4 separate regions of the Mus musculus genome follow, and regions 2, 3 and 4 are each linked to region 1. Evidence: chromatin contacts called from public HiCAR-type data. All regions are on one chromosome and are shown on one strand. Each heading gives the region's core, a stretch centred on a gene start, on an enhancer-like site or on the middle of the called end of the contact. The rest is flanking DNA. Distances are from core to core; before and after follow the strand shown. Region 1 holds the start of Nup214 (nucleoporin 214). Region 2 holds the start of 2600006K01Rik (a long non-coding RNA gene). Region 3 holds the start of Coq4 (coenzyme Q4). Region 4 holds the start of Gle1 (GLE1 RNA export mediator (yeast)).

The links. HiCAR-type assays count read pairs that join an accessible place to other places.
Region 2: a contact with region 1 is called in a HiCAR-type map of astrocytes, with 5 times the contacts expected there. The contact joins the promoter of 2600006K01Rik here to the promoter of Nup214 in region 1. A contact is called at or near these places in 3 of 39 promoter capture datasets (liver and pre-B cells), 1 of 115 datasets of contacts at active chromatin or transcription factors (astrocytes) and 1 of 9 other capture datasets (liver).
Region 3: a contact with region 1 is called in a HiCAR-type map of astrocytes, with 4 times the contacts expected there. The contact joins the promoter of Coq4 here to the promoter of Nup214 in region 1. A contact is called at or near these places in 1 of 39 promoter capture datasets (pre-B cells), 1 of 115 datasets of contacts at active chromatin or transcription factors (astrocytes) and 2 of 9 other capture datasets (liver and pancreatic islet).
Region 4: a contact with region 1 is called in a HiCAR-type map of astrocytes, with 6 times the contacts expected there. The contact joins the promoter of Gle1 here to the promoter of Nup214 in region 1. A contact is called at or near these places in 2 of 39 promoter capture datasets (liver and pre-B cells), 2 of 115 datasets of contacts at active chromatin or transcription factors (astrocytes and embryonic forebrain) and 3 of 9 other capture datasets (adipose tissue, embryonic stem cells and liver).

The regions. Positions count from the first base shown.
Region 1 is chr2:31,970,252-31,976,250 of GRCm38.p6, reverse strand. It overlaps Nup214 (nucleoporin 214), which reads right to left and starts at 1,801. Exons shown (of 36, transcript NM_172268.2): 1 at 1,643-1,801. The coding sequence starts at 1,687. It overlaps Aif1l (allograft inflammatory factor 1-like), which reads right to left. Exons shown (of 6, transcript NM_145144.1): 6 at 2,809-5,348. The coding sequence ends at 5,261.
Region 2 is chr2:29,866,839-29,872,478 of GRCm38.p6, reverse strand. It overlaps 2600006K01Rik (a long non-coding RNA gene), which reads left to right and starts at 2,068. Exons shown (of 3, transcript XR_003954007.1): 1 at 2,068-2,919; 2 at 3,109-3,907; 3 at 4,084-4,128. Cercam (cerebral endothelial cell adhesion molecule) reads right to left here and starts at 2,985. Exons shown (of 12, transcript NM_207298.2): 1 at 2,754-2,985; 2 at 1,346-1,456; 3 at 1,087-1,204. The coding sequence starts at 2,941.
Region 3 is chr2:29,783,562-29,789,401 of GRCm38.p6, reverse strand. It overlaps Coq4 (coenzyme Q4), which reads right to left and starts at 1,909. Exons shown (of 7, transcript NM_178693.5): 1 at 1,045-1,909; 2 at 834-965. The coding sequence starts at 1,117. It overlaps Trub2 (TruB pseudouridine (psi) synthase family member 2), which reads left to right and starts at 1,731. Exons shown (of 8, transcript NM_145520.5): 1 at 1,731-1,899; 2 at 2,795-2,926; 3 at 4,375-4,449. The coding sequence starts at 1,791.
Region 4 is chr2:29,931,057-29,936,661 of GRCm38.p6, reverse strand. It overlaps Gle1 (GLE1 RNA export mediator (yeast)), which reads right to left and starts at 1,253. Exons shown (of 16, transcript NM_028923.3): 1 at 1,064-1,253; 2 at 425-652. The coding sequence starts at 1,162. Odf2 (outer dense fiber of sperm tails 2) reads right to left here. Exons shown (of 21, transcript NM_001369060.1): 21 at 4,916-5,605.

The sequences.
Region 1 (5,999 bases), core at 552-3,051:
TCAATTCCCAGAACCCACATAGCAGCTCACAACTGTCTGTAACTCCAGTTCCTGGGGATCTAATACCCTCAAAAAGTGTTAATCTGTAATCACTTTGTTAAGCTCTATCTGTATCCTCCACCACACCTCCTAACTCTCCAGCTAGGGATTTTAGTGAAAAGAATATGACAGCTACAAGAGAAAATGTATTTCTACAGAACCTTATGAAATGCTTCATAAAGGGTGTCTAGCACACCCACACATACTAATTTTCTTGCAGTCCATGTTTAATACATATTTACTGGAAGATTTTTATGAGCATTGGTGTTCTGCCTGCATGTGTCTGTGTGAGAATTAGAGCTACAGACAATTGTGTGCTGCCCTGTAGGTGTTGGGAATTGGACTCAGGAGCTCTGGAAGAGCAGTACTCTTAATCCCAGTTGAATACGGTGGGTAAAAGTTCACACAAATTTCCCCATGAGGCCACACTGGCCATTCATAAAGAAACAAATCATCTATCTTTTTTGATATTATCATCCTAATAGTCATGACTGTACCACTGGGGCTTGGTGGCTTTTTTTGTGGTGGGCCAGTGTGATGAAGCAACACAAAAGAAACAAAACAAAACAAAACAAAACAAACACAACAGACAAACCCAAAACCCAAACCTCTCCTTTCTGCTTTTGGCAGGAATTAAAATACTGCTATTAGCCCTGTGGTTCTAAATTCTCTACCCGAACATATCTGAGGAACATGAAGCTTGCCCATTACCGGGCTCAGCACATGTGCTGACTCAAGGAAGAGCCACTGTTTCTAAGCATGATATGGAGCACTCGACCCATGTGCATTTTAGCGACTCACCGGTCACACAAATGGCTAACACCTTCCTGCAACTCACTCATTTCCAACTGTCTACGGTCCCCTGCCTTTCCATTCTGTCAGAGTATATAAGCCAACTATTAACACAGTATCCAGAAGTTGTAGCATGGGGATCACTTAGGGTTCGCTTGCTTTTCCTTTAGTCTCATGAGTTCAAGCTGATTTCCAGTGCCAAACTTGACTTCCTGTTCCTACTAACTAGGGGTTTTGAAGGCAGATAGTGTTTCTTGGCTCCACTTTAGGTAGTTTGGACCACCCTCAAGTATAGAGAGCTAATAAGAACTGAGCGTCTAAGCCAACTGTGGTAATGCACACCAATAATCCCACCACTTGGGAGGTGGAGGCAGAGACAAGAGCCCAAGACCAGAAGCCACCTTGAGCTACAAGAGACCATGCCTAAATCGTAAGAGAGATGTAAGGCTTTTGCCACGTGACTTTGGATCATTTGCTTTCAAGGCTTCAATGCGCTCCTCTTTCTAAGCTGGTCGTAAGGGCTGCAGCGACGGTGGCGACAGTACGTCTCACTCAATAAACAAGAATCGCTGTCACCAGTAAGGCGACCAGCCCATCAGAGTACCTGGGGTAACTCAGAAGGCGTGGACAAACCCACGCAAGGACAGGTACCTGCACTTGCAGGGAACTCAGGCCCGCGACACGCAGAGCTGCGGACGCTCTGTGGGGCGAGCGATCGCGACCCTGCGAACTGCAGGAGCAGCCGGCAGAGGCGAGGCTCCAAGGCAACTCCAGGACTACGCAGGCGGGGAGGCCCCGGCCAGGCTCTAACCTTCATCTCCCGCTCAGGGATCATGGCATCCATCTCGTCTCCCATCGTGCCGCCTTCAGGGTGTTCAAGTAGCTGCTGCTGGCGCTGCCGCTGCCACCCGCGGCCTTTCAAACACAGCTCAGGCCGCTCAGGCCTCAACTTCCTTCCCTCAGCGCCCGCGGCGCGTGGTAGATGCGCGTTTCCGGCGCGCGTGACTGACGTCACCCAGGCCGGTTTTTAGTGTGCTCGGAGGCAGTCGAGGGCTGCTCGGAAGTCGCGCGCTTGCCAATCCACAAGGCCCCATTGGCCGGTTCCGCGCAGTGGGTGTGGCCATGAGGCGCGGGCCGGAGTCCGCCTTCCTTTGGATGCTGCGTGCGCAGCCTCGCTATTTAATTTTCTTCCTTAGAGAGAGGCACGCTCGGCCTTCCTGAGACTCTCGATGCTTCCCGGTAGCACTTACCTGCAGGGCTCTTAGAAGCTTCCGACTTAGAGAAGTTAGGAACTTTTTTGCTGGGAAGAGCGGACAGAGAGGTTCGGTTAGCGGGTGGACTGCACTGTGTGCCGGTGCAGAACCCTTTTAAAAACGGAGAGGAAAAGGGACAAAAGATCGGTTTTGTTTACTGTTTTCAAGGCAATCGTTTCAGATCATAAGCCATATCCACTTCACATCGCAAATGGTGCGCGGCTATCATCTCAGCTTTTGGGGATTAGAGGGTCAGGAATTCAAGGTCTTCCTAGGCTACATAGCAATCTCTAGATATCCTGAGTTACATGGGACCCTGTCTGGAAAAAAATATGTAATAAGAGAATTCCACACAAAGCAGTTAAATTATCCAATAGCTTTCAGCCAGGAAGGGTTAAGATTCAGATCTGCGTATACTGACTGATGTTGAAGACATTTCTGGAGTAGAATTATAAAAGAGGTTCCTAACTTGGAGCTGGTGGGTCAGCTCCAGAGGGCACATTCTGTCAGATGCAGTCTCTCAACAAGTTGCATGTGTGCAAGCCTCTATTCATTGTAAAATGCTAACAGTAGACCTGGGTCTTGGGCTTAATCAGATGACGTCAACTGTCTGTCTGGGACATGGGAGACCCAGGACACACTCATTTACTTGGTACCTGTTGTCAGCTAGCTCTTCTGAATTTACTGAGCCCAGAGCTGTCCCCAAGAAACACAAAGACACTGATAAATTGCTCTAGTTTATTTCAGTCTGCAGGAGACCACATCCCATCCATACATACACACATGCACACAATAATGGCACTCACCCAAATCTACCTTACAAACATCTTTTGAGTCACAGGGCAAAGCCATACTTGGCAATCCCCAAACTGCTGGTTACACCAGTTACATTTGGTCTTTTTCAGAAATAAGGCAGCCGATGTCCCAAGAAAGCTAAGCCCTTAACTAGAGAGGTTAAAAACCCTGGAACCAACAGACACAACTTGAAATATATGCCAACTCCTCCATTAAAGGGTCATTCTTAAGTCTTCCCATAGATTGATCTTCAGACCACTGCCTCTTTCTGTGCTCTGCAGAGGTCAGTGGCACACTCCTTTATGGAGGTGGTGTGTAAGCTCATGAGTTGTGGACCCACTGAGCCGGCTGATTCTTCCTTCCTCTGTCACATAGAATAGGGACCCAATGCAGTCCAAGGTCCCAGCCCGCTCAGAGAAGGAAGGCAGGAGGAAATGGGGGCAGAGATGCTAATCTTAAAAGAAAAATAAGTCAAAGGATGGGGTGAGGGTAGACAGGATTTTATATTTATAGGGAGGAATGCTGGGGTTTAAACTTCAACTAGACTGTGCATTTGAAGCAGCTCCTAGGGCTGAAAATCAGCCAGTCATAGCGAAATGATCTCTCTCCTGAACTGAACTGGTTGAGACCAGAGGACGAACTGGAGCTAACCATTCCATGCCCTGTTTGCTTCACTCTCTCTCTCTCTCACTGCTGTGGGAACAGCACCCTGGGTATTGGACTGTGGAACAAGAGCCACAGGAAAAGCACATTAGCTCAACGCTTCCCTGTCTTTTCCACTTAAGGTTTTACAGAGGCTCCTCTGACACTTGCCAAATTATGAGCCCAGCTGGAATCCCTGGGACTACATGGTACTCACCTCTTGCACTCCCCCCCACTCCATATCATAGTCATTGGCTAGATTGGCTGGGAGTGATTCCCCAGTAGACATAAATTTCATACATCAGTCCATTTCACTGCCGGGTTCTGGACTCGTGTCATTGAGCAGGTGCTTGATAAATATGTGTGATGAGTGACTGTCTCGTCCTGAGTGCCCAGAGTAAATGGTTCCAGAACACAAGCAGGGTCAAGGCTGAGGTTCCCCACTCGGGTAAGACATTTGATACTTTGCTGCATGAATTCTTGGAAATGGTCTCTGAAGACCAGTCAGGAAGCTGTAAGGAAGACAATCTGCAAAGCTAGGCTTGGTGCTTACTGAAATCTCACTGCCAACCTGGAGGCCCTCAGGAGGGTGAGTCCTGACCCAAGGTGTTCCGTGGAGACCACACCTTCCTCAAGTATCAGGCTGGGAAATGCTGCTCTCTACCCTTTCCTTTGACCAATGCAGCCTAGAGCGGGTCTCCAGTCCACACTCTCTGATAGCCCCCACCAACCTTCAGCAAGGCACTTAACCCCTGGAGGCCAGCAGTGAAATGGAAGGACTGGCCCAGCTAAAATCTGCCATGTTACCTCCATCTAATCCCCAAGCTCCAGGACTTGAGGGATTTGAAAAGGGAGCTAGGAGTTGGACATAGCACACATGGAGACAAAGCAAGAGAACTTAAAGCTTGTAATACACACTCGATAAATAACTGAGGGAGTGAAGGGAGGGGAGAGTAGGGCAGGACAGTAAATAGCCGGATTGGGGCACTGTGCAATCAGACAGCCTGTTCTCTGTTTGAGGTTCAACACTTGACTCCACTTCTACCCTGGTGCCCTCAGCATCCACCCTGAAAGTAGGACTCCCTCACACCACTGACCTCACCTCTGCCTCCAAACCCCTCTACTGCTCTAGCAAGGGACAGTGCCATTACACTGTCCCTCTGAGCTGTCTGTAAAGGAGCGGTTCCTTCTGGTTCCTCTGAAGTACCCAAAGGTTGTTCTTTCCTCCCCACCTTGCGTCATGTCGCTGAGAATGGACAAGGGCAAGAACAAAAGGGAATCAGTTGTGTGTCTAGCCACTGAGTAGCCGCTGCTAGAAGGTCCAGCGGCACTGGAAGCATGTCCCTAAGACACTAGGGAGCCCTGGAGCTCTGTGCCTGCTCTGGATCTTCCGAGAGCAGCTTGCAGCCTGAATTTAATTTAGAAGCTGAGAAAGATGAACTGACGGACAGGCCCTCTTCAAACATGGGAACGAGGTTTGCAGCCTCCCTGCCCTCTCCAGTTTTTGGTTTGATGTTAGCCCTTTTGTACAAAGAGGGCAGAGCAGCAGGGAGCAGAGGGGCCTGAGGCTCGGGATTCCCAGCCTCATTAAGTCAGGTAACATGTGCTTACATAGAGAAAAAAAAAAAATGAGTCCACTGGGGCATAACCCAGGAGACCTAACACAATGAGTCAAGATGGCAGAGCGCAGAGGGAGAGGCAGGGGCAGGGATGGCAGCCCGGAAGGTCCGGGTGGGTCCTCAAGGCAGGCTGGCGATGTCTCGCTCTGGAGGTGGGCCAGCTGGCTTCGGGCTGCTCTCGTTGGCTTTTCCTTCAAACATCATGACCCTGGTTTGGAGATGAAGGAAATGAAAGGGTCAAGACTCCTCCCCTCACACAGAAAGCTCCCCAGCCTTCCCTCTGCAGCGTCCTCAACAGAATGCCCCTGGGCTAGCTGTGTGGAAGGGGCGGGTTGGTGATCCTAAGTCACAGAAGAAAAACCAGGCACAAAATAGAAGTGGGACTCCCCAACCCCAACTGCTCAGCCAGTCCAAGGTGGAAGAAAGTACAACCCTCTAAGCCTACAGCTGCTAGGCCATATGCCTTCCCTACCCAAGGTGTCTGGAGAAGGGTGGGCTGGGCCAGAGTTCTGCCCCAAAATACCATCAGATTTTTTTTTCCCTCAGAGCTGAGGAACAAACACAACGCCTTGCGTTTGCTAGGCAAGTGCTCTACTACTGAGCTAACCCCCCAACCCCCATCAGATCTTTTAAAAAGTCACCATTGGCCAGCCATGCTGGCCCACACCTTTAATCCCAGCACTTGGGAGGCAGAGGCAGATAGATCTCTGTAAGTTCCAGGCCATCCTGGTCTACATAGAGAGTTCCAGGCCAGACAAGACCACATGCATAACAAAGGGAGCACATCTCAAAAAGAGAGAGAAAGAAAGAAAGAGAGAGAGAGAGAGAGAGAGAGAGAGAGAGGAAGGAAGGAAGGAAC
Region 2 (5,640 bases), core at 819-3,318, 2.1 Mb after region 1:
CTGAGCACACAGAGATCTAACCAGGGCCAGAGAGAGGCGCCTAGAAAGGTAAAGGCACTTGCTGCCCAGCTTGACAACTAGAATCCAGTCTCTGGGACCCACACAGTAGAAGGAACCAACTCTGGAAAGCCATCCTCTGACATGCACACACATACCATGGCATGTGCACTTATATATACATACATGCATACATACATACATACATACATAATACAGGATACAGGATACAGGATACAGATATGAGAAGGGGCTAACCATTTCTGACAAAGGGCCATTCTGAGATGCTGGCTTAGAGCAGAGCAAGTAGCAGATCTAAGAATCTTGTCTCAAAAAACCAAAAAACCAAAAAAAAAAAAAAAAAAGAGTGCTGGGGGGTGGTGGCACATGCCTTTAATCCCAGCACTTGGGAGGCAGAGGCAGGCGGATTTCTGAGTTCGAGGCCAGCCTGGTCTATAGAGTGAGTTCCAGGACAGCCAGAGCTACACAGAGAAACCCTGTCTCGAAAATAAAAAAAAGGACTGGTAGCTCTTGCAGAGCACCTGAGTTGGAAACCCATTGACCCAATGGTGACTCACTACTAAGTGGAGTTCGCTTCCAGGCCCCCTTCTGCCCTCTGTGGGCTGCATGCACCAAGACACCCACCTTTGAAAAACAAAAGTAAATCAGGTGGTGGAGGCACACACTTTGGATCCCAACCCTTGGGAGGCAGAGGCAGGAGGATCTCTGAGGCCAGACTGGTCTACAGCATGAGTTCCAGGACAGTCGGGATTACACAGAGAAACCCTGTCTCGAAAACCCAGTGAGCAAACATAACAAAAATATTGGAAAAAAATTCTATTCTGAGCTCTAATCCAGGGATCCAGGCTCAGTTTATACTCTTGGCATACAAAAGCTCAGGAATCTAGGAACAGCATATAACCTAAGACCTGTACAAGGAGCCAGGCTTAGTATCTAGTGTGAGCTTAAATACAGGGGTCTCAGCTCAGTCTTCAGAAGATCTGTCCTATAGACAGTTTGGTTATAACCAGACTTTATTGGAAGCAGGTCCTGAGGCCTCCCCCATACTCTGTAGCCAGGCTTTCTTACCAGGATGTAGTCAGCTCCCCAGTCCCTGGCAAAGGCCAGTGCTTCCTGCCTCAGCTCCATCAAAAACTGATGCCGTTCTTTGGTCCAGTGCTTGGGACCCTGTTCATCTGGGTAGGACCTGAAGTGGAGAAAGGTGAAATGCTCTCTTGAGAGAGGGGCCTCTCGTTCTCTGCATAGAATAGACATGCGTGCTCTGGGGGCTGTGCCCTGGGGAATAGCTGTTCACCATCTTCCAGTACCCTTGCCCTCGGTTAACCACCTGGCCTCCTCCTCAGGCTTCCAGACGACAGTCGCATAGTCCCGACCCACAGCAGCCAGCCATTCCCGGAGCATCCCTGTGGTGTTGTCCATGTTGTGATCTGTGGCACACCTGTGAGCACAACACAGAATGACTGTCCTGAGAGCGATGGGGCAGAGTTGTGCGCTCCAGTGGAGGTGCTGGAGGATGTCCTGTGTAGCCTCAGGCAAGGTCCATGCCTCTCTGTGCTTCACGTCTGTCCTTCTAATTTTGTGCATTGTACTGTGGGAATTGAACCCAGAGACTTGTACACATCAAGCAAGCCCCTGACCCCTGAGCCATCCTCGGCCTGAGTGCACTTGAAAAGTCCCTTGAGCTTAAAGATTGCACCTGCCACGTCCCTTCACTTCCGTCCCTCTTCATGGCTCCACACATCAGGCCTTTTCCAGCTCAGAATCAGACAAAACAGTCATTGCCTTTCTCTCCTTACCTAACTCCCCCCAGCTGTAATTAGGCTCACACCATGCTCCGACAACCCCTGAGAAGTGTTAGTGGTGATCCAAGTTCTGTTACCATGGAGCACAGCTTTCCCTCTGCTGGGGAGGGGGCTCTAGTAATGGAGGTGGAAGGCTTAGCCAAGAGCCCAGGTTTTAGGCGATGCTGTTCCTTTAAGCCAATTCCCCAGAACTACGTGTCAAGTCTTACAGGGGTGGGAACTAACTAACTCCCCAAGTGTGGTGGCTGTGGGCAGCCTCCCCAGGCCACAGCTCCACCCCAGCCCAACTTTGGTGTGCTGTGAGGAGTACTCTATCTCCAGCCTCTGCTCAGGCTCCTCCCTGTTTTGACTTTTTTAGACAGGGTACTGCAACCTCTGATCCCAGCGTCCCATGAGACCACACCCTTGGCTATCAGAACCAGCCAGCCCCTCTCTCTACCCAGAGAAGCTTAGCAGTACCACTCAGAAGGGCACCCGAGCATGCCGCCTGGAGCTGAGGGTTCCCTCCACCTGCTCTCTAGAAACCTCCAGTCTGACTGATCCTTTCTATGCTGGGCCCCAGGGGATTCCAGAGGTTCAGTCTGTTCTACCGCACATCAGGCAGACCACAGGTCTTTACTGCGATGTACTGCCGAGCCCCAAGGGCTAGGTCAGAAAGGACAGGCCTAACTGAAACCCAGGGGAAACCCGGGAAGCCGGGGACGCCCGAGACATGTAGGGAGCCCAAAGGAGGGGTGAGTGTCCCTGGGCTGAACCCTGGCCTCAGAGGTCTATTCTTGCCCCGCGGGGTCTAGGAATACTGTTGAAGGGCTGTCTGGGAGGGAGGAGCTTGTTCGGGTTGTGTCTGGGCAGAAGTAATGAGGCCTCCAGGTCAAAAGCCTTCCTGGGTCCTGGGGCTTGATGCCCATATGCACCCACCCCTGGATCTCTCACCAGAGGGCCAGCCTGGCCCGGGGGTAGTCCAGGCGCTCCAGCGCACCCAGGTAGTGGGGCAGAGAGTGTTCAGCATTGCGGGCCAGGATGGCAAGGACCACGGTGGGTAGCGTCGGCTCTGTGACACTGGCAGCCCGGAGCTGCTGCCCCAACAGGAGCAGCAGAGGTAGGAGCCGCGCAACGTGCATGGCGGGACTCGGTGGCTGTGGAGGGCCCCGGGTTTCCCACCACAGTAGGGAGGGGGCGGGATGGGCGGGGCATGGAGGCGGGGTCTTAGAGGGGCGTGGTTACTGCCTTGGGGCCCCTGCGCCCCTCTTAGGCGCCTGTACGCTCCGCTGTCCTCTTCTCCGCCCAGGCCCTAGAGGTCCAGGGTTAGGCACCTGCTCCAGACGCGTCCTGGGGTCCGCCTTCTCCGTGTGGACCTCGGAAGGCGTTGGCACGGAAGGAAGGATCCGTGGGCCATGGTGGACCGCTTGTACCATGGGCGTTCATCTCACTCCTGGAATACTGACACCCGGGATTCCCGGCTCTCTGCCTCTCAGCCGTGGAGGCTGCAGTCTTCGCGAGGAGCCCAGGTTCCCGCCCCCTGCTCCATCTGAGACGCCCTCTGGCGGCCTGAGGCAGTAACTCCACATACCCAGCAGATGACGCGATGAGTTGGAGAGCAAGCCCAAGCTTGGGGGAGAGGACTGAGTGCAGCTGATCTGGCCACTTCCGCGACCTCGCATCACCTCCGCAGGCTCCGGCCCTTAAAGCAAAGCCCTTCTTTCAATTGCTTTGTTTGTTTGTTTGTTTGTTTGTTTGTTTGTTTCGAGACAGGGTTTCTTCTCTGTGTAGCCCTGGCTATCCTGGAACTCACTTTGTAGACCAGGCTGGCCTCGAACTCAGAAATCCACCTGCCTCTGCCTCCCAAGTGCGGGATTAAAAACGTGCGCCACCACCGCCCGGCTTCAATTGCTTTTTAATACAATAAAATTAAAGATTGCATCTTTAACTTCCCAAATAAGACCTAAGCAACATCATCACATTGACTCTGAGGAGCATTTCGTTTGACACAATGTGTTTGTTTTTTCTTTTGAAAGAAGAGTTATTTGGGAGGGGATGCACTTGGTCCTGTGGAGGCTTGATGCGCCAAGAAGGAGGATACTAGAAGGGTGAGGAGGGAACAACGGGTGGGTGGGTGGTTGAGCTCCCTCTTAAAGGCGAAGGGGAGGGAGGTGGGATTGGGGAGATCCTGGAGGGAGGACTGGGAAGGGGAACAACATTAAAACATAAATAAGGGCTGGTGAGATGGCTCAGTGAGTAAGAGCACCTGACTGCTCTTCCGAAGGTCCGGAGTTCAAATCCCAGCAACCACATGGTGGCTCACAACCATCTGTAACAAGATCTGACGCCCTCTTCTGGAGTGTCTGAAGACAGCTACAGTGAACTTACATATAATAAATAAATAAGTCTTTAAACAAATAAATAATAATGATAATGATGGTAATAATAAAGCAGAGCCCACTCCGACTGAGGGTAGGACTTAGGGGTCACCACAGAACCTCTGATGGCAACCCATCCCGCTTCCAAAATAGGAGATACAGCCTCCTTTGGGACAGAGCAAATCTTGGGACTCTGTTAGAATGAAAGGGAATCTCCAACCTCTCTTAGGAGAGAAAAAAGGATGAGGGAAAGGGGCTTAAGATATTCTTGCTGGGTATCTGTCACCAATCTCTGACAGTCACTTTCCCTGAGTCTCCTGATTCTCACAGGTAAAACCTGACTGATGATGGCTAATGTGAAGGTTTGCTACAGGGAGACCTTGAGCATGAATGCACTTGAGGCGCGCTCTCTCTCTCTCTCTGGGTAGGGAGCCTGAGCCAGGCCTCTGCATCCATCTACCTTCCCTCTGCCTGAATGGTCTGCTTTCCTAGATAGAGCTGCTCTTTAGCTCTTCGGGACACTAGGAAAGTGGAAGGACACACTCCCTCTATTGAGAGAGGATGGAAGGAGCAGGTTCAACAACGAAAGCGCTTACCTGATGATGAACAGTCTCCCGGGGGCTGGACACTGGACTCAGATCTCTACCCTGGCTTTGGTCACAGCTTCCTGTTGGACTCTTTCCAGGCCAATGGTCCTGCAATGAGAAGGGCCCATGAAAACATCCTGGAGGGAAGGGGGAAGGCAGCGTCCTCTCTTTTGCATGGCAGTCTCCGGCACAGGGATTGCTGGTCCCCATTGTGGATTCTCTCTAAAGCTGTCCCCATCCTACTCACCCAGAGCCACTGCCCACTCTATTAGTGACAGGGGTGCTGTGGTCAGAGTGCTTGTGACCCCACCTCCACCCTGCAACACTCATATCTGAAACCTAATCACCAGTGTCATGGTACTGAGACAGAGGAGAGACTGGAGAGATGGCTCAGGGGTTAAGGGCACTGGCTGCTCTTACAAAGGACCAATTCCCAGAACCCATTTGTCAGCTAACAACCATCTGTAATTCTAGTTCTAGGAGATACAAAGGCTTCTGGCTTCCTCAGGCACCAGGCCTGAGGCTCAGACATAGCCTGGTAGATCACACTTGTAATTCTAGAGCTTGAGAACCCGAGGCAGGAGGATGTCATGGCTGAGCTACAGTGGGATTTTGTCTCAACAATAATCAATTAATAAAAAGTGGGGGGCTGGAGAGATGGCTCAGCAGCTAAGAGCGCTGACCGCTCTTCCAGAGGTTCTGAGTTCAATTCCCAGCAGCCACACGGTGGCTCACAACCATTTGTAATGGGATCCAATACACTCTTCTGGTGTGTCTGAAGACAGCTACAGTGTGCTCATATACATAAAATAAATACATCTTTAAAAAATAAAGAGGCTGGAGAGATGGCTCAGTGGTTAAGAGCACTGACTGCTC
Region 3 (5,840 bases), core at 660-3,159, 2.2 Mb after region 1:
TTGGTTCCCAGCATCATATAAACTGGGTATGAGGGTAGCACACACCTGTAGTCCCAGCATTCAGGAGGTAGGGAGGCAGGGTGATCAGGAATTCAAAGTCATCCTTGGCTATCTATGGAGTTAGGGGACAGCCCAGTCTATAAGAGACCTTGCCTCAACAAAACAATTTTTAAAAAATGGCGCTAGAGTTGAGTGCAGGTACAGTCACCAGATCCTATATAAACCATGCCACATGTCTCTTCTTTTACTTCCTCCCATCTTTTCTTTCTTTGAGCAAAGACTGGGTATGTATGGAAAAAGAAGCTGATCTTGCCAGGCAGTGGTGGCGCATGCCTTTAATCCCAGCACTTGGGAGGCAGAGGCAGGCGGATTTCTGAGTTCGAGGTCAGCCTGGTTTACAGAATGAGTTCCAGGACAGCCAGGGCTACACAGAGAAACCCTGTCTTGAAAAAACCAAAGCCAAACAAACAAAAAGAAGCTGATCTTGAACTGTTTCAGCAAAGAAAATCCTGAAGATCATGGCCCTTACCAAGTTTACTTACTACCCAGTGAGAATGCTGTAATTTGGTGTGTACCTGGTCATTCAGCCCAGAGATTAATATGCTAGGGTGACACTCTTCCAAGAATTACAAAAAGGCAGACTTGTAGACTTCACGTTTCTTTCTTCCTCTCCTCCCTGTGCCCAGAAGACCCAAAACAGTTCTAGCTAGAATCAGGCACCTGATTATCATAAACGATCCTGGGAAATATGATAGGCGCAGCCAGGTTTGGATGCCCACAAACCAAGTCTTCACCGGTCCCAGCTTTCGAGACCGAAGAGTAAACCGTCTTACCGTGGCGATAGGGGTTGTAGAGAGCCATTCCCGCCGCGCCCGCAGCCAGCAGCATCTTTTGCAGCGGGGTGGTTGGGATGTGGTCCGGGTACAGCAGGCGGGCGCCATGGCTCCCGGCCCTGAGGGGTACATCTGCGAGCAGAAAAGAGGTAAAGGTGAGAGGAGTCCGGTCCCTCTGGTCGCCGCGGACACTGGAATCAGAGCTGCTCACCTACAGCTGGCCGCGTACGGGGCCGAAGACTGCGGTGGAGGCGCAGGGAGCGAAGCAGCAGCAGGGTCGCCATGGCAGCGGACGTCCGCGTGGTTAGGCGGGGCTCCGCAGGTACTACGGAGGCCCGAGAAGTCAAAAGACTCCTGGGACACTGCACTCACTGTGGCTTTTTGATCGGAGATGTTGTAATATGGACAGGAGCATGAGAAGGAAAGCCACAAGATCTGTTTGCCACTGAAGTAAAACAACTGCTGTGAGCCAGGCGTTATTTATAACGTAGGCCTGTCAACCCAGCATTTGAAACCTGGAGGCCGTAGGATCAGTTCGAGATCCTTCTTGGCTATTTCTTAAGTACGAAGGCAGTACTAGAGACCTTGTCTCAAAAACCAAGCCTGATGTGAATTACTCGTCACTCCAGATCTTGGAAAAGTGGAGACAGAAAAGTAATGAATTCTCGGCAACTTAGCAAGTTTGAGGGCAGCCTGGGATATATGAGAAACAAACAAACAAAAAACTCCTGAAAAGAATTCAAAAATAACATAACCGAGAATTCGGTTGCTCGATATCCGGCCCTATTTTCTTCTCCATCTCTTATTTCCCCCCCGGAGGGCAATAAGAAAAGAACCTCTTCCTGCCAAGGAAACAAGGCGGCTACCTACAGTAGGGACCACATTTGGGAAAGGACCACGCAGCACTTCCGCCCGCATCCCCGCTTCTGGATGATGTTGAACCGCTGAGTTCCAGCCATGGGTTCTTCTGGCCTAGCTCGGCTGCAGGGGCTCTTCGCTGTCTATAAACCTCCGGGGCTGAAGTGGCTGCACTTGCGTGAGACCGTGGAGTTGCAACTGCTTAAAGGTGAGAACTCCGACGCGGACCCACGGTTTTGCTTTAGTTCTTTCTGATGTGGAGTGAGGTCACGTGGTTCGTTTGCCGGGTTGTAGCTGTTTCTTGTTTGTTTGTTTTTTTTCTCTTGTACACATTTCGTTACTACCCACTCTCCGCTATTTTCCTTTAGAGAAATTCATTCTATAGTGTTGGGTTTTTTTTCGCGGTTTCTGTTACAGAGTTAGAATTTGAACTTTTTTTTTTTTTTTTTTTTTTTTTGCCTTTTGAGACAGGGTCTTTTCTAATTAATCCGACCTTGAAATCAGTGAGGCACTGAGAATTCTGACTCTCCTGACTCCACCTGCCAGATGCTGGGATCACAAGCGTGACCACCACCCCGACCCTCAAACACCAATTTTTTTCTTTGCCTTTTTTTCCTTTCTTTTATTTTCTTAAAAACTGTCATGTAGCCTCAAATTTGCTATGTAAGATGAAGATAACCTTGAACTTTTGACTGTCCTGCCTTCACTACCCAAGGTCTTAGACTACATCTGTGTAGTACCACCTCCCATTAGGGTGCTGGGGATGGAACCCGGGGCGTCTTGCGTATTGTGCAAACACTCCATGAATTGAGCTACACTTCCAACCTAGGATTTTTGTTTTGTTTGTTTGTTCTTCACTTTTTAGAGAATGGTTTCTCTGTATACCCCTGGCTGCCCTGGAAATAACTCTGTAGATCAGTCAGGCCTTGAATTCAGAGATAGGCCCGCCTCTTGCCTCCCCAGTGCTGGAATTAATGATACCTGGCTTCTGAAGGAGTCATAGTACGTTTTCTACGATACACAAATCCATCTTCTATGCTACCATCTCTCTACCCCTTCTCTTGCGGGTTGGAAAAGTACTGACTGTGTTCTTTTGTGCTTAGGTCTCAATGCCCAGCAGCCTCCTGCTCCTGATCAGCGTGTTCGCTTCTTGCTAGGCCCTGTGGAAGGCAGTGAAGAGAAGAAGTTGACTCTCAGAGCCACCAATGTACCCTCCCTCACCACCCACAGACTTGGTAAGGCAGAGTCAGACAGGACCCTGGCCGTGATGTTAGAGGAAATCCCTGGCCTGAGTTAGATTTCTAGCCCAGGGTTTGGCAAACTTCCCTAGAGAGGGAAGATTTTAAACAGCTTCTGCCTACAGCCTTGTGTTTTCCTTGGCTCTGCTCCTCTTTGCTATTGTAATGCAAAGCATCTCTAGACTGTAGGAAAGGAGAGAACCTTCTTGTATTTTAGTCAAGACTGGAGTGCAGCCACATGGTTGTGGTGCACGCCTTTAATCCCAGCTCTTGGGAGGCAGAGGCAGGCGGATTTCTGAGTTTGAGGCCAGTCTGGTCTACAAAGTGAGTTCCAGGACAGCCAGGGCTATACAGAGAAACCCTGTCTCGAAGGAAAAAAAAAAAAAAAAGGCTGGAGTACAAAACAGCTATTTTGAGAGCAGTTATAAACACCGGTGTCCAGCAGCCTTTGTCTTCTATGGGAGACTGAAAGGATCATTTAAATTTAGGAGTCCCTGGCCAACCTGGGCAACACAGTGAGACCCAGTCTCAAAACAAAGTAGACTTGATGATTTGACTTGTGAACTACACTTTGCTGACTCTTAGCTATTCTAGGACTCTCTAGGGAAGCTGAGAACTTCTGGTAGACCTGTGTTATTAATACCTGCTCTGTATTAGACATCATGTTATCTTTGTCCTCACCCCAGTTCTGTGAGGTAGGTCCCTTATTAAAAAAAAACAAAAACAAAAACGTATTATTTGTATGTATGTGTGCACACCAAGGCCTGGGTGTGAAAGTCGGAGGGCATCTTTTGGGAATCACTTCTCTCAGGCCACCATGGGTCCCAGGATCAAACTGAAGTCATCAGGCGTGGCAGCCTTTACCCACTGAGCCACCTCGCCAGCTCTTGTTTTTGTGTTTTGAGACACAGCCTCCTGTAGTCCAGGCTGGTCTTGAACTCACTGTATAGTTAAATATGACCTTGAAGTCTGGATTCTGATCCTTTTGCTTCTGCCTCCCAAGTGCTGGGGCACATTAAGCTGTAGTCAGTCTTTTAGTGGTCAAGACACTGAGTCTGGGGCCATAGGTCAGTATTGTAGACAGACAGACCTAGGTCCCACCTTAGGGAGCTCACTGATTCAGGAGGAGAATGGCCAGGTTTTCTATCAGCACACGATGTGCAGAGAAGCCCAGAATCTTGATCCCCAGTGTGATGCCTGATCTCAAAGCCTCAAATGGGGCGAATAGTGATAGGCAGAGGAAGAAGAGTCTTGCGTTGCCCTTTCTCTGGGCCCAGGGAACTAGGGAAATAGTGGTTCCAGCTTCCGAGGAAGAGAAGCCTGGAAATACAGCCTAGCATAATTTGATCCCCATGAGGCCCTTCTGTTCTTGGAATGAGGGCCTCTTGCCAAAGTTACCCTCAAGGCTCATTAGTTGAAGAAATGAACTGGCTTTTTCTTTCCAGTACGTGGTCCAGCATTCACAAACCTGAAGATCGGTGTGGGACATCGCTTGGATGTCCAGGCTTCTGGTGTGCTTGGTAAGTCTGGGGATGTGGTGCTGTGAGCTTGGAGAAGGATCAGAAGGTGATCCAGGGCCCAGCCCACAGCTTATCTGACCTCACTCTCTTACTTTTCTCTCCACTGAGTCTCTTGTCTCTTCAGCTGGGCAGGTCCCACCTCTGTCAAGGGATTCCTTCCTGCATGACACGTGGTTCAAGGCCTTTATGGACATTTGTTCACCATACCCATGACAGATGCTGTGTAATGTTACCAGTGAAGAGAGTAAGACTGGAGCTGAGGCCTGGCCACTAAATACCCATGGTCCCCAGAGGAGCTCCCATCGAGTTAGGGTGCAGCAGGCACATGGCTCTATCTCCTCTGGCTGCGGTTTGCATATTGCCAGAGTTGGATACAAAGCTCCAAGTCACAAGCCTTCTGTGGCCTCCGGGTCACATGGTAGCCCATTGTCCAGCCTCCACAGTCTTGGTTCCCTCTCTTTCTTCCTGAGGTAAGGGCAGTCAGACGTGATCTCATGCCCCCTCCCTGTTTCCCTCTCTAACAGTGAATGGGAAGCCATTCATTTCTTTAGACAGAGGGATAAACAGATCAGGGAATAGGCAGGAAGTGGCCCCAAAGGCCCTGTTATGGCTCCTTCCTTTGTACCATTAGCTTTCTGTTTGTTGCCTCCCCCAGTCTGTGATATGCACAGGCCTGAGCATCTTTCTCTGTATAACTCATTGAGAGTTTGAGGGCCAAAAATGTTTAAAATTAAGAGTCAGAAAACCTAGGTTCTTGTTTTTGTTTCTGAGACGATTTTTTTTTTGTCTCAGTTTGCCGAGGCTGGCTCCAGTTGGGTCTAAATGACCTTGAGATCTTGGCCCTCCTCTACCTGAGTGCTGGGGACTGTAAGCATGTAGCACCTTGACTTGAATTGTTTGTTTTGTCTTGTTTTTGTTTTTCTTTTTTTTTTTAATGCTGTTTTTTTTTTAATTAGGTATTTTCCTCATTTACATTTCCAATGCTATCCCAAAAGTCCCCCATACCACACCCCCCACCCCCACCCCCGTTTTTGTTTTTTGAGACAGGGTTTCTTTGTGTAGTTCTGGCTGTCCTGGAATTCGATCCATAGACCAGGCTGGCCTCCAACTCAGAGACCCACCTGCCTCTGACTTCCAAGTACTGGGATTAAAGATGTGTGCCACCACTGCCCGACTTTATTTTATTTTTTAAATTTATGTGTTTATATGAGACAAACTCTGACTACTTTCAAGGTTGGCCTGGAACTCAGAGTTCTCCAACTTCAGCCTCCCAAGTGCTGGGATTATCGGTGTGTGACTCCCTCCCAGCCTTAAATGTAGTTGCAATTTGGTGGAGCTGGGACAATGCTCTCTTGCTTTGGGGGTGTTTCAGTATCCTCTGGGAGCTTCCT
Region 4 (5,605 bases), core at 4-2,503, 2.0 Mb after region 1:
AGCAACCACATGGTGGCTCACAACCATCCATAATGAGATCTGACTCCCTCTTCTGGAGTGTCTGAGGACAGCTACAGTGTACTTACATATAATAAATAAATAAATCTTAAAAAAAAAAAAAAAAAGAGTTCCAGCACTAGAGAAGAAGAGACAGGATGATTTCTGGGACTACTGGCCAGTTAATCCTAATTGATGAGCTCCAGGCCAATGAGGGACACTTGCCTCACAACCCAAGATGAGGCCTCTGAGACTCAAGACCTAAAGTTGATTTCTGGCCTCCACACACATGCGCATACACGCATACCAACAGTGGATGATACGATGATATGGGAAACAAATCGTCTCCCCCAAGTCACTGTCATGTGACTAAACATTTCAACCTTGCAGCCAACAAGTCTTTTGTCTTAAGCAAATTAAGCCTTACCTGGGTTCCATTTGGTGATGAGGGTGACGGGGATTGTGGGCTACTTCTGACAGGAGATTTTAGTAGTGAGGATTGGTACAAGCCAGATGCAGATCCAGAGGATGGTGAATTATCAGAAGAAGGAGCACTCTCTTGCGTGTGGCCTGAGGTGTTGGGTAGGATGTGATCTACCACCCATCCAGAGTAAGAAGACAGTTTGGGAAGAGACATGCATTCTTCCAAAACATCCTAAAGAGAAGAAGGTTAAGCCTATTTATTTGTTTTTGTTCTTCTTGTTGTTGTTTTCTCTTTTTGGTTTTTCGAGGCAGGGTTTCTCTGGGCATCCCTGGCTGTCCTGGAACTCACTCTGTAGACCAGGCTGGTCTCGAACTCAGAAATCTGCCTGCCTCTGCCTCCCAAGTGCTGGGATTAAAGGCGTGCGCCACTATGCCCGGCACGGTTAACCCTATTTGTATGTCCATTGGTAAGTATAAGACATTATTACATGTGATGCTTAACAGCTGAAGGCCCAAGCAAATAAGTTAATACAGAAGATAAAAAAAAAAAGGATCGCAGCCCGTCCCGTCCCGTTCCCACTCCCGGTCCTCCACCGCGGTCACTAGGGAGCCTGCTAAACGCGGGCCGCGGGCCGCCGCTCACCTCGTAGCGCAGCAGCCACTCGCGGTCGTAGCGCAGGCGGCCTTTGCTGGTGTTGCGGAGCGCCCTCAGAGTTTCCCAGCAGCGACCATCGGACGGCATGGCATGTCACCAGCTGACACGACTGACAACAAACCCTCGAATCCGCCGCCGAGGTGGCGCCGCCTTCCGCTTCCGGGGTGTCCGCCCCACATCCGGCGCAGCCTCTCCGTAACGGTCGCAGAACCTGTCCGTCAGCAGCGCCCCGCCCACTAGTGAGCGCCGCCCCCTGGCCAGAGCAAGAATGCGGGATTGAGGCTAAACTAGCGAGCCTACGTGGATCTGAATCTCAATGTAATTTCTCGCAGTCACAATTGCCAGGGTGATGCTCTGCGGTTTTTGACCCATCTACTGCTCATGAGTCCGTGACAGCGGTTTGAGGTGGATAAGAACCTCAAGAGAACAAGCAGTATTTTTTCTGTTCGGGCGTTAACAGTCCTTACTGTCCTTGTGGTGGAGCCTGGTTCATTTTCCAACACCCCATGATAGCTCACAACAGAAACTCCAACTCAGACGGTTCCATTGCCCTCTTTGTGGACTTTTACTCTACGCACGCACATCATACATACATACATACATACATACATACATACATACATACATACTTTTTTTACTAAAAAAAAAATCTTTGGACTTCTAATAAAATATTTTACAAACGTTAATACAAGAGTCCCCCAAGAATGATCTGGGTGAAGCGTTACATAACTTAAATCCCAGCACTCAGGAGGCAGAGGCAAGCAGATCTCTTGAGTTCCAGGCCAGCCTGGTCTACAGAGTAAGTTCCAGGACAGCCAGGAAAAGGCCTAGCTAGGAAAAAAACTTCCCAGGAATGGACCCCAATCCAAACAGTTCTACAGCTCAACACTGTGGTGCACAGCTTACACTAGTTCAGAAAATAGAATCGAAATTACATACCCACACATGCATGTGGTGGTCTACATTTGACAACTTTTTTTTTTTTTTATTGAGAAATTGTGTAGGAGCCAAGGCATGGTGGTGCATGCCTTCAGTCTTGGCACATGAGAGGCAGAGGCAGGGGATCTGAGTTGAAGACAAGGCTGGTCTACATGAGTTCTGAGCCACCCAGAGCTATATGGTAGGACCCTGGCTCTCAGGAAAAGGTATATTTATTTTCAACATGTATGAAAATGTGCATGTGATTACCGTAGGTGCCTTCTAAGACCAGAGGAATCGAATGTCAAAGGAGCTGGACTGTTGCTGGTGGATGTGACCACAAATGTGGTCAGCACCTTAGCTGCATTTCTCCAGCCCACCTTGATAAAGTCAAGGTTCTTTCCTCTGTGTCCTGGATGGATGCTTCCCCTCGCACAACCAGTAGTTAACCAGTGAACTCTCTCCAGCGCCAATCTCTGGAATTTTGGACTTGGGTGAGAGTGGCTGAGATGCTATAGTTACCTGAATGAGAATGGCCGCCATAGGCTCATGATTTGACTATCTGGTCTCCAGGTGTTGAAACTGCTTGGGAAAAATTGTGTCTTTACTAGTGGAGGTGTTCGTTAGTGTAGGCTTGGGGGTTTCAAAGGACTTGTGATTCCTGGTGCTCCTCCGATGCCTCCCAGTGTGGATCCAGATGTGAACTCTGTACTATGTAGTCCACAATTACGAACTCTAACCCTCTCAAACAATAGGCCAAATTCAACTTTTTTTTTTTGTGGCCAGGATGTGGTGGTGCATACCTCACTCTGTAGACCAGGCTGGCCTCGAACTCAGAAATCCGCCTGCCTCTGCCTCCCGAGTGCTGGGATTACAGGCGTGTGCCACCATGCCCGGCTTGCCAGTTCCAGAACTGGTCCTGGGATGCAAGTGTTTTATTCTACATGGATCTTCAAAGCAGCATCTTTTGAGAGAGCTTGAGCTGATGTTGGATCTATGAAGGTGGCAGAGTACTGGAGCTTTGGCTAGGACTGAGTCTTATCTATGGAGCTGAGTCTGATGTGTCTAAAACTGCTACAGATTGAACTGGGTCCATGGCTTTTGTTGATGAAAATGGACCAGTGGTTGCTGTAGTCTGGGTATGGGCAGCCAGCACCACACCCAGAATGTTCCCCAGGACCAGTCAAGACTGAAGAAGGGATGGGAAGATTCCAGGGGTGCTGGGTGGAAAGAGGGAGCCAACATCTGCTAGGCTTGGGGACACAGGATCACTGCTGGTGCAGTGAGTGTGGGCTCTCCCACCTCAATTCCCAGGAGATTTTATATGTTTTTGGGGATGCTCCCGAAAGTATCTAGACCTCCTGTTCTTAAGCCATATCCAGATCTGGTATTCCATCACATATACACTTTGTGCCAGCTCCTGGCATTGTTTGAAGGAAGGAGACTTGGACTTTACAAAGAATTTTTCCAGCTTACTCTTTTGTTCTGGGCTATACCTGGTGCAACCTCTCCACTACTTGATAGACTTTTGGGGAACATGTGGCCTTGGAAAGACCTGAGGAGCCACAAGTGGAGCTGAGGGACAGGGGCAAACTTGAAAGCCTGGGTTCACTGGGGATCCTGGAGACATCTGTAATCCTTCAAGATGTGTGTGTGTGTGTGTGTGTGTGTGTGTGTGTGTGTGTGCATGTGGGGTGTGTGTGTGTGTGTGCATGTGGGGTGTGTGTGTGTGTGTGTATGTGTGTGTGTTGTGGTCTTTGGCAATAATGAGGCATTAAGGGGACCTGGATCCACTTAGAGACATTCAGGTAATATAGGGTGCTTTGGGGCATTTGGTGAAAATGAGGCACTAGCAGGGCTGGAGGCATTTGAAGATCTGGGGGACAATGAAGGTCTAGAGATCCAATGTGTAGGTAGAATTTGTGGGGGAGCATTCTGCATTGGAAAGCCTGGAAAATCAGGTGGCCCCCCCGCATCTTAACATACTTGGTTGGTGATGGTGGATGGGCAGGGTCCTGAGGCTGGAGAGATGAGCTGGGTCAGCAGTTGAACACATGTTACTCTTATTGAGAGCATGGTTTCAATTGCCAGCATGCATGGTGGTTCTCAACCATCCCCAACTCTAGTACCAGGGATGCTGATGCCCTCTTCAGAGAGCACCAAGAACATGTGTGTGTTTCACAGCACATACATACATGCAGGCCACCCACACATAAAATATGTACACAAATCCAATTTAAAATGAATGGGGGCAGGGGGTAGTAGTGGCTCATGCCTTTAATCCCAGGACTTGGGAGGCAGAGGCAGGTGGATTTCTGAGTTTGAGGCCAGCCTGGTCTACAGAGTGAGTTCCAGGACAGCCAGGGCTACACAGAGAAACCGTCTCAAAAAACCAAGGGAAAAAAAATGGAAAGAAAAACAAAAACCAACCCTAGGCTCTCCCATGTGCACATTCTAATCAGGACTACACAGAGAAACCCTGTCTTGAAAAACAGAGGGAAAAAAAATGGAAAGAAAAACCAAAACTAACCCTAGGCTAGCCCATGTGCACATTCTAATCAAGTGTTCTCTCCCACGAATTCAATGCAGGAAAAGAAAAAATGGCCCCAAATCTTATCACCCAGAAAGTGGGTAGCATTTAATAGCAAACATAGGCACACCCCACACCTATGCTTGTAAGTGATCCTCCGCAAACCCTAAGCATCGAGGCCTGATGGGTGCCTAACCTCAGGCCACCAGATGGTTTATCTTCTGAAACCAACAAAGAGCAGCTGCCTATCTTGCCCACAATGAAATGAAAGGTGGGTAATTGACACATCAAGGACTTTCTCACAGAGTGCTTACGACAGGTATGTGTCACCTCACTCAGCTTGATCATTTATAAAGTAAGGAGGGGATAAGGGAAATCAAAGGAGTCTGACATAGTGATACAAACTTTATTTCCTGTAAAACCACACAAAAATTTCAAAAATAAAGGAATCCCAGAGATACAAAGAGAACTGACAAGCAATGAGATAGGAATTCTGATTGTCAGGCCGGATGGTCGTGAGGAACAAGTGGCCTATAGGAAACAGACATGGGAGGTTTCCCCGGGCACCAAGGAGAACACTGCTTCCTGCAGGACCCACCAGGAGGAGAAAAGCTGACTCCCCTTCAGCAGAGCATCCACTACAGCTGGAACAATACAGATCACCATGGCCCCTGCGCAAGGATGACACCGTTGGGTATTGTTCCTGGAGTAAGAGGCTGGGAGTTGCAGTTCCCAGAACTGTGAAACCAGACCACATGGTTACAAGCACACTTGCCACTGTTAGGTCTGTGTCCAAACAGTTCATTGTGAACACACCTGCTGTAGCTGGGACTATGCCAGTTGCTATGTAATGAGGGACGCAAACAATGTATTTATTTTCATGACATTCGTAGCTACAGATTCCACAGGAGCAAGGGAGCCGTGAACATCTCATCTCCATGAGCCCTGACTAATTTACCTCAGATACTAATTTACCTGTTTTCACTATTTCTTGATACAAATAAAGTTCTATTTTTATTAAAAAAATAAAATAAAAAATAAATAAATAAAAAGGAAAGAAAAGGCAATGTAGGCATTCAGTG